2 separate regions of the Danio rerio genome follow, and region 1 is linked to region 2. A link is a contact called in public Micro-C data. All regions are on one chromosome and are shown on one strand. Each heading gives the region's core, a stretch centred on a gene start, on an enhancer-like site or on the middle of the called end of the contact. The rest is flanking DNA. Distances are from core to core; before and after follow the strand shown.

The links. Hi-C and Micro-C count contacts between places; a contact is called where the count stands out from the background.
Region 1: a Micro-C map of caudal fin shows a contact between it and region 2, with 7 times the contacts expected there. The contact joins the promoter of wdhd1 here to the promoter of samd4a in region 2. A contact is called at or near these places in 3 of 18 Hi-C or Micro-C datasets (caudal fin, hematopoietic stem cells and an unstated tissue) and 1 of 4 datasets of contacts at active chromatin or transcription factors (embryo).

Annotation. Positions count from the first base shown.
Region 1 is chr17:16,444,841-16,449,164 of GRCz12tu, reverse strand. It overlaps wdhd1 (WD repeat and HMG-box DNA binding protein 1), which reads left to right and starts at 2,958. Exons shown (of 26, transcript NM_001002726.2): 1 at 2,958-3,017.
Region 2 is chr17:16,287,371-16,291,156 of GRCz12tu, reverse strand. samd4a (sterile alpha motif domain containing 4A) reads right to left here and starts at 1,744. Exons shown (of 13, transcript XM_009292908.5): 1 at 1,208-1,744.

The DNA of each region.
Region 1 (4,324 bases), core at 1,709-4,208, 160 kb before region 2:
AGGGTAATGACAACCTGGGTGTTGGGTCTGTGTGTAAAGTTTAAAGTCAATGTGGCTGTTGATGTAGTGATTTAAGGACTTTTGGAAAGAGCTCAGTAATGTTGTAAGTAAATATTTTACAACTTTGGTTTAGTTAAATGCCTTGTGTGTATTTATGAGCATTCACCTGATTCCTAATCGACCCAGACTGAAGCCATAACTATTGATCTGCCATACCCATTGATAATAATTGTTAATAAGTTTTCTCTATGAATTTAAAATGATGGATCTTCATAGCTCATCCCTTTAAAATATTGCTTTAAGGGCCATTCTTCAACTACGGGCACTTTAAGCCTTGGGAAGTTGAGTAAAAACAACTTCTTTAAAATTAACGTAACAGCCTCATAAGTTTAAACAATTTGTCTAGTTTTAAGATCTGTATGAGGATAAACTTAAATAAGAAGAGAAACATCATTGTCGTCATTTTCCATCATGAACTGAACACATGTCATTTCCACCACATCTCAATATTCAGCTTTTATTTCAAAATGAAATAAATTATGGCAGTCAAACATTGTTTAAGATCATTTGTAGTTTAACCAATCTTCCATAGAAATTCAGTTGTATGCTGAATTGTGGACCTGTCACACTCTAAAATTAAATATTAATTTGAATAAGATCTTATTAGAAATTAAATAAACTGAATTTGTATGTTAAACAGAGCATGAACTCATACATTGTGAACACACTTTTAATGTGTGATGAGAACTTTTTAAATATGTTTTAAATATGTGTGTGGTGATGGAAATGACAGTGGTGGAAATGACATTTCAACAGTTTATTGTGAAATAATGAAAAATAGCTTCACCGATTAGCTTTGAATTAATACTAGCCTGTCATGTATACAAAACACTCTTATTTACCTTAATTTTATTTGGTTTTTAAAAGCATCTTTGAAGGTAACATGTTTGGGGATGACGTAGAATAAATGTATTTCCTTATCAAGCAATATTTACCTTGATTTTTCTTCAAGTGTTGTTGATAAAAATGTAAATTCTCTCCATCTTGAACATGTTCTCAGATGGCACTATTCATTTTCATAGTAACCGCCTAAATAATCTGTCACACAAACTTTTTAAAGTGACATTGCAGTGTTGTAGTGGAAATGACACTGATACTGTGCAACAGCTAATTTTGTATAAAAAAATAAAATTGATAATAATCTCACATTAATAACTATAAAATATTTAAGTTATTTCACTAGTGCCTAATTAAGATACATTAATAGATACCAGATGAATCATATTTTAAAATGTTATCTTCATTGTTAAAGTTTAAAACTTGACTAGGCGAAAACAGTGGTTTTGACACTTAAAAGGAGGTTGAATAATATGAATAAAATACAGCAATAGAAAGGTAGTAATTGTTTTAAAAGTAGATTTTATTGTTAGTTTGACAAAGTAAGGGGAATTTGAACAAAATTATAGATTTTTTTTTGGATATATGATCAAAGGACATAAGTGCCTGTAGTTGAAGAATTACACTTAATATCTATATACAAAACCACAAATATGACACTCATAAAGGAAATAATAGACATCGGTTTCCTTTTGTTTTAGCTGAGCTGTAACAACTTTCCACAGAAACCTTTCTGTAGTTTTAGTTTTTGATTAAGTCATTTGTGGCCAGTGAAGGACAGTTTAGTTTTTAAGCATCTTCACAATCCTTTTTTTCAATGTCATTAGTGCATGAACATTTCCTGCTTGTTATCAAACTATTTCATAACTGTAATAAGAGGCAATTCAATAACTTAATGTTAAAACTGCTATCATAACATTATTTATGTGGCTCTTTTTGGATTCTCGGAAGACAAAGAAAGTAAAAATGTATTACAGGAAATACATTGGGATCATTATTTTAGTTTACATTCCTCAAAACGGCCTTTAGAGACATTTGTAATGGAAATATAAGATGGAGAAAGGACATGTGGCCGTTACTCTTACCAACAATTATCATAATATGGCATTGCCTTTCAGTCTACAGAGCAACTTCCTGGGCTACATATCAGATTATTCAACAATAAGGCAATTCTCCACAGCCCCTCGGCTGTATTACATTATTGATGTTCATGGTTTATGTCTGTCTCATGCTACACTCACATTTTTGCTGCCTGTTCAAACTACTTATTTAAAATGAGCTGAATCAACACAATCTTGAGTTTTTTGGGGACAACTTAATTGTTGTATGTTCAGTCCATTTACATTTCTAAAAAAACAATCAAGTGAACTTAATCTATTTCAGTTGGGACAACATGAAGGATTTTTCTTACAGTGTAGAGTTTTACTGCAGGGCGACATAGTAGCTCGGTGATTAGCACTGTCGCCTCACAGCAAGAAGGTCACTGGTTCGAGTCCCGGCTAGTTGGCATTTCTGTGTGGAGTTTGCATGTTCTCGCCGTGTTTGCCTGGGTTTCCACCAATGACTGTAAAAAATTTGTAAAAATATGGTTTCCACTGGGTGCTCCGTTTCGTCCTCAGTTAAAAAAAAACATGCTGAAGCCTATGAATTGAATAAACTAAAATGGCCTTGGTGTGTGAATGAGTGTGTATGGATGTTTCCCAGCACGGGGTTGCTGCATTTGGGCATCTGCTGTGTAAAACATTCTAAGGTTAGATAAGTTGGCGACCCCTCATTAATAAAAGAGGAAAATGAATGAGTTTTACTGCAGCAGATACATTTGTTTATGTGTTATAATGGTAACATATGTTGCATGCATCTAAAGCGTTTTAAATTAATACTAAGTTTAAAAAATAATCGATTGATTTATTTATAAGGAGAAATATTTTGTTTTATGTACTTTTAATGTAGAAGTGATCTATCTGAAACGTCACGATACGTCCGGCTCGGGGCGGGTTTGATCCCCAGCGACAGCCAATGAGTTTTGTCTGGCCGTCCCACTTTTAAACGTCACTGTTGTCAGCGCGGGAGATGTGAGCGAGAGGGCGAAGAGTGCTGAGAATTACCGCCAAACTAAAGCTGTAAGTACTTTGTTTTGAAACATGCATACAACATATATCGACGTAATCATATTCGGTTATATTTGATCATTATGTCACGTGCATTCATTCTGAAAAGCGTTTTTAATCCGTGCTTGTCATTTTGTAGTGATAGGTTTTTTTCTCGTAGCAGCACATCTGCACCTCTTTGTGCTCTAAAGATCATGTGGTTTGTCTAAATTAGAGATAAAATCAGTGTACTTTTTTGTAAAGGCTGTTGTTTACATAATTAGAATTACAATCACAATTGACTAATCACAAGACTCCAGTAGGGGTTTTTGTTTTTTGATGTCTCTAAAACGGATTATAGCATAGGCACTTTGTTTATTGAGATCTCATTTACGGAAGTCAAAGTAAAAAGACCATACCATATCATGTCAAGTGTCAGTATTCACTGATAATTTAACATATGGTACACAAGTACTGAAAATTAAGGACATCTAGAAGTACATTTTGTAGCCTTTGTGTGCTGTGTAAGTGCTATTGTTATTGCTATGTTGTGTGTTATCAATGTAAACAAGTTACATTACAGTATATAACGTTAACTAACGTTACTGTAGCGCAGAGGATTAGTTAATTCAAATTAGTTATGTATTATTTCTGTATATTAAACTCATTCATATGGTTTAAATGTTAATTTATGCATTTTTAACTAATATTCATTATTTGTATTTTACGTTAACTATATTTTACATTTACCTATATACTTATACAGGGATGGGCAAAAATACATTACAATGCATTTTAAAATAAAATATAAAATACCTCAGTTTTTTATGTATCAAAATAAACTACAAAATACAGCAGCAACAAGTATCAAAATAATATACTGTGTTTAATATTTTGAAAACACTACAAAATACTTTTACAAGGGAGCATGTCATTTCTTTACAAACCTTCCATAAATAGGCTGATTCGGTCAGCATTAAACTGACTTGCTAAAGTAAACAGTGTTTGACAGCAACAGTGTTTCTCTGAGCAAGTTTAAGTCAGCTTCTCTGCCGACTCATTCACCTCTACTCCTGTACATCAGGAGGTATTCATAAACCTTCGTTTCTCATTGATTTTAAGATGCATTTTATTCAGATTCCACAGAGAAAGCCCTGTCTTGAAGATGATCTCTTTAATCACTGTAAAAAACATGTAATGCAGAGTTGGAATATAGTACTACATCTCTTTATTTTGTTTCTATCCATTGCATGACCAGTAAAATTGACACCTTCCTATAGCAGACTTCTATTTTAAAAGGGTGATCTATGAAGAGGTTATTTATGTTTTTTTGCAATATT
Region 2 (3,786 bases), core at 495-2,994:
CCTACACGCTATTTAGTGGCCATCTATTAAAAGCAAATGCTGACTTTATTCACGAATGAAATGTACACTTGGAGCAGCGCAAGAATGATGTAGCTTCAATATATTAATCCGTTTAGAGTCATCCACATATCGTTTGCTTTTGAAACACATCAAATGTGGACGAATAAATATGAACAGGTTTGAGAGACTGGCTTATTGTCACCTACTGGCGTAACTCTTTCCTTATGAAGAGTTTGTAGATTAGAATCTAGGATGAAACAAACCCAATCCCAAGTATGTCTGAAGGGCTAGTTGGCACATTAGCAAGCATGAGTGAGTTTGTAGCCTACGGGTTATTTGGTGACCATCTATTAAAAGCAAATGCTGATGTTTTCGAGAATAAAATGTAAACTTGGAGCGGCGCGAGAATGATGTGGCTTCAATATGAATCTGTTTTAATTTACAGTCATCCACACACGTTTGCTTTCAGAACACATCAAATGTGGACTAGTAAATATGAACAGGCTTGAGAGACTTGCTTATTGCCACCTACTGGCGTAATTTCACAAATCGACTCAGTGACCAAAACTTTTTTTTCCTCTGAAGAGTTTCTAGATTCGAATCTAGGATGACACAAACCCTATCCCAAGCATGTCTGAAGGGCTAGTTGGCACATTAGCAGGCACGAGCGAGTTTGTAGCCTACGCGTTATTTAATGACTACCTATTAAAAGCAAATGCTGACGTTATTCACAGATGAAATGTAAACTTTGAGCAGCGCAAGAATGATGTAGCTTCAATATATCAATCTGTTTGCTTTAGAGTCGCAGTTTGCTTTCAAAACACATCAAATGTAGACAAATAAAAACAAACACAAGCTTTTAATCTGTAATCGCGGCTATAGACGCGACAGCAAACATTTGATATCCAAACAGTCCAGAACGTTCCCAAAAAACCGTTGCTCTACTGTAAGCCAGTACATAACGTTAGGTAGCCTACAATTCAGTCTAAATTTTTACAATGTTTTCAAAGCCCTATGAAGCAATCCCTAAGTCAGCAGTCCAATGATGTAAACCCTGGCAAAAGCAACCCCTTTTATGAGTTATTAATAACTCCAAACTTTTATCCCGTTACATTTTCCATACTCAGACAATTCACAAAGCTATACAGTTGCGGCTTGGTTGAGTGATACACCCGTTTAAATAATCAGTCAGGCAAAAGTCACTCACCTAAAGGCGCAGTTGCATTGGTGATGGTCGTAGGACAGGACTGGACGGGACGGGACAGGGAGCAGCGGTGCCCCTTCACTCTGGGTCAGAGTGTTTGGCCATCTTGACGAGGTTTTCCTCCCCGCAGTCAGTCGCTCTTGTTTAAGCAGCAGAGGAGAGTCTCGGCATCGCTTCCCACATGCTAATAATTAACACGGAGCATTACGTCAGGGGCTTGGCAGCACAAGGAAGCACAAAAATAGAGAACGGAGTTGGGGAGCAGATCGTGTTGCTTATCCGACAGGAGTACGACTGACCGGGGAGCTTTTTTAAGGGAGAAAAGAGTCCGAGAGGTGTCCGCATCAAACTGGACGATGTTACAGCAGGGGTGGAAGTTTTGTTTGAACTGTTGTTTTTTTTCTTTCGAGGGGAGGGGGAGAAAAAAAGTTGTAGCCGTCAAAGTCTGAGGATGTTTGTGTTGTGGTGGAATATTGTAATTCTGACCTACTGTGACGCGCGCAGAAAGTGGGTTAACAAAGTGTCGGAAAAAAGGAAACTGGGATACGGTTGATTCCGCCCTTGGATTCTTCGACTGGGCGCGTTGTAGTTGTGGATTCCGTCCATGAGGCGGCGCTGCTGTACCGCAGTTTGAGATAGATAGATAGATAGATAGATAGATAGATAGATAGATAGATAGATAGATAGATAGATAGATAGATAGATAGATAGATAGATAGATAGATAGATAGATAGATAGATAGATAGACAGATAGACAGATAGATAGATAGATAGATAGATAGATAGATAGATACAAGAAAAGTACAAGAAAATATTTAATTTTTATTTAAGAAATGCATTTTAAAAACTAGATGCTAAGTTTAATAACTTTATATATAAAATAAAAAGGTAGGCTATTGTTAGACTACAGTCAATAAATAAATATTTATATAAAAATATGCTAAATTAAACTAACATTATAAATATTATAAATAAATGCAATTTAAATTAAATAACAAAAATAAATTAAAATGGAGTAATATGAAGATATATATATATATATATATATATATATATATATATATATATATATATATATATATATATATATATCTCATAATTATATATGTAACTAATAAAAGTTTGAAAAATGATTAGCTACAAAATAAATGGCTAATATTATAAGAAATGTATTAAATATAGTTTCTAGATTTGATATGAATATAAACACAAAATAATATAGGCCTACATTACTACATTAATAAAAAATATTGTAAGAAAATAAAATCTGGATGCTAAATTGAATAGCTATATATAAAAAATAAAAAGGTATTGTTAGACTACAAGCAATAAATACATATTTTACTTGAACAATTAACTAAATTAACAAGCTAATATTCGAAGTATAGCTGTTACATTCATAAATAAATAAGGAACAGCTACTACATCCCATAAAAGAGTAACAAAATACCAAATACAAATATTAATACTATTATTAGATCAATAATTTAAATTAAAAAAATATTAAAACTTATTTGGTTCGAACCTCGGCTCAGTTGGCGTTTCTGTGTGGAGTTTGCATGTTCTCCCTGCCTTCATGTGGGTTTCCTCCAGGTGCTCCGGTTTCCCCCACAGTCCAAAGACATGCGGTACAGGTGAATTGGGTAGGCTAAATTGTCTGTAGTGTATGAGTGTGTGTGGATGTTTCCCAGAGATGAATTGCGGCTGGAAGGGCATCCGCTGCGTAAAAACTTGCTGGATAAGTTGGCGGTTCATTCCGCTGTGGCGACCCCGGATTAATAAAGGGACTAAGCCCGCAAGAAAATGAATGAATGAATGAATAAAAAGTTAATTGGCAAAAACAGATAACTTAATTAATAATGATTATTAAATAATATTATTCAACAATAATTGGTTTTCATAAATTTTATGTTTATTGTGCATTGACGAGTTAAAAAATCTGTTAATATAAAGATATAAAGATAAAATAAATATAATATATAATAATTATTTATGTAAATAATATAGATAAGAAAACTGCAAAAATGATTAGCTACACAAAAATAGCTAAATTTAATAAATCATTTTTTTATTTTATTTTCGGTTTAGTCCCTTTATTAATCTGGGGTTGCCACATTGGAATGAACTGCCAACTTATTCAGCACATGTTTTACGCAGCAGATGCTTCCCATCACTGGGAAACACCCATACACTCTCATTCACACATACAGACAATTTTAGCTTACCCAATTCACCTTTACCACGTCGTTGGACTTGTGGGGGAAACCCTTGTGAACGCAGGGAGATCATGCAAACTCCACACAGAAATGCCAACTGACCCAGTCGGGACTTGAACCAGCAACCTTCATGCTGTGAGGCAACAGCACTACCTACTGCGCCACCGCATCTCCTATCTAATAAATTGATAGTATATTACAAGAAATGTATGTAATATAGCTGCTAGATTTGATACAAACGAATACATAAGAATATATAGGCTAATGTATATTTTAAAAAAAATATTGTAAGAAAATAAATATTTGCTTTTTAAATAGGCCTACGGTAAATACAGAAAATAAATATATTTGTCAAGCAAAAAAAA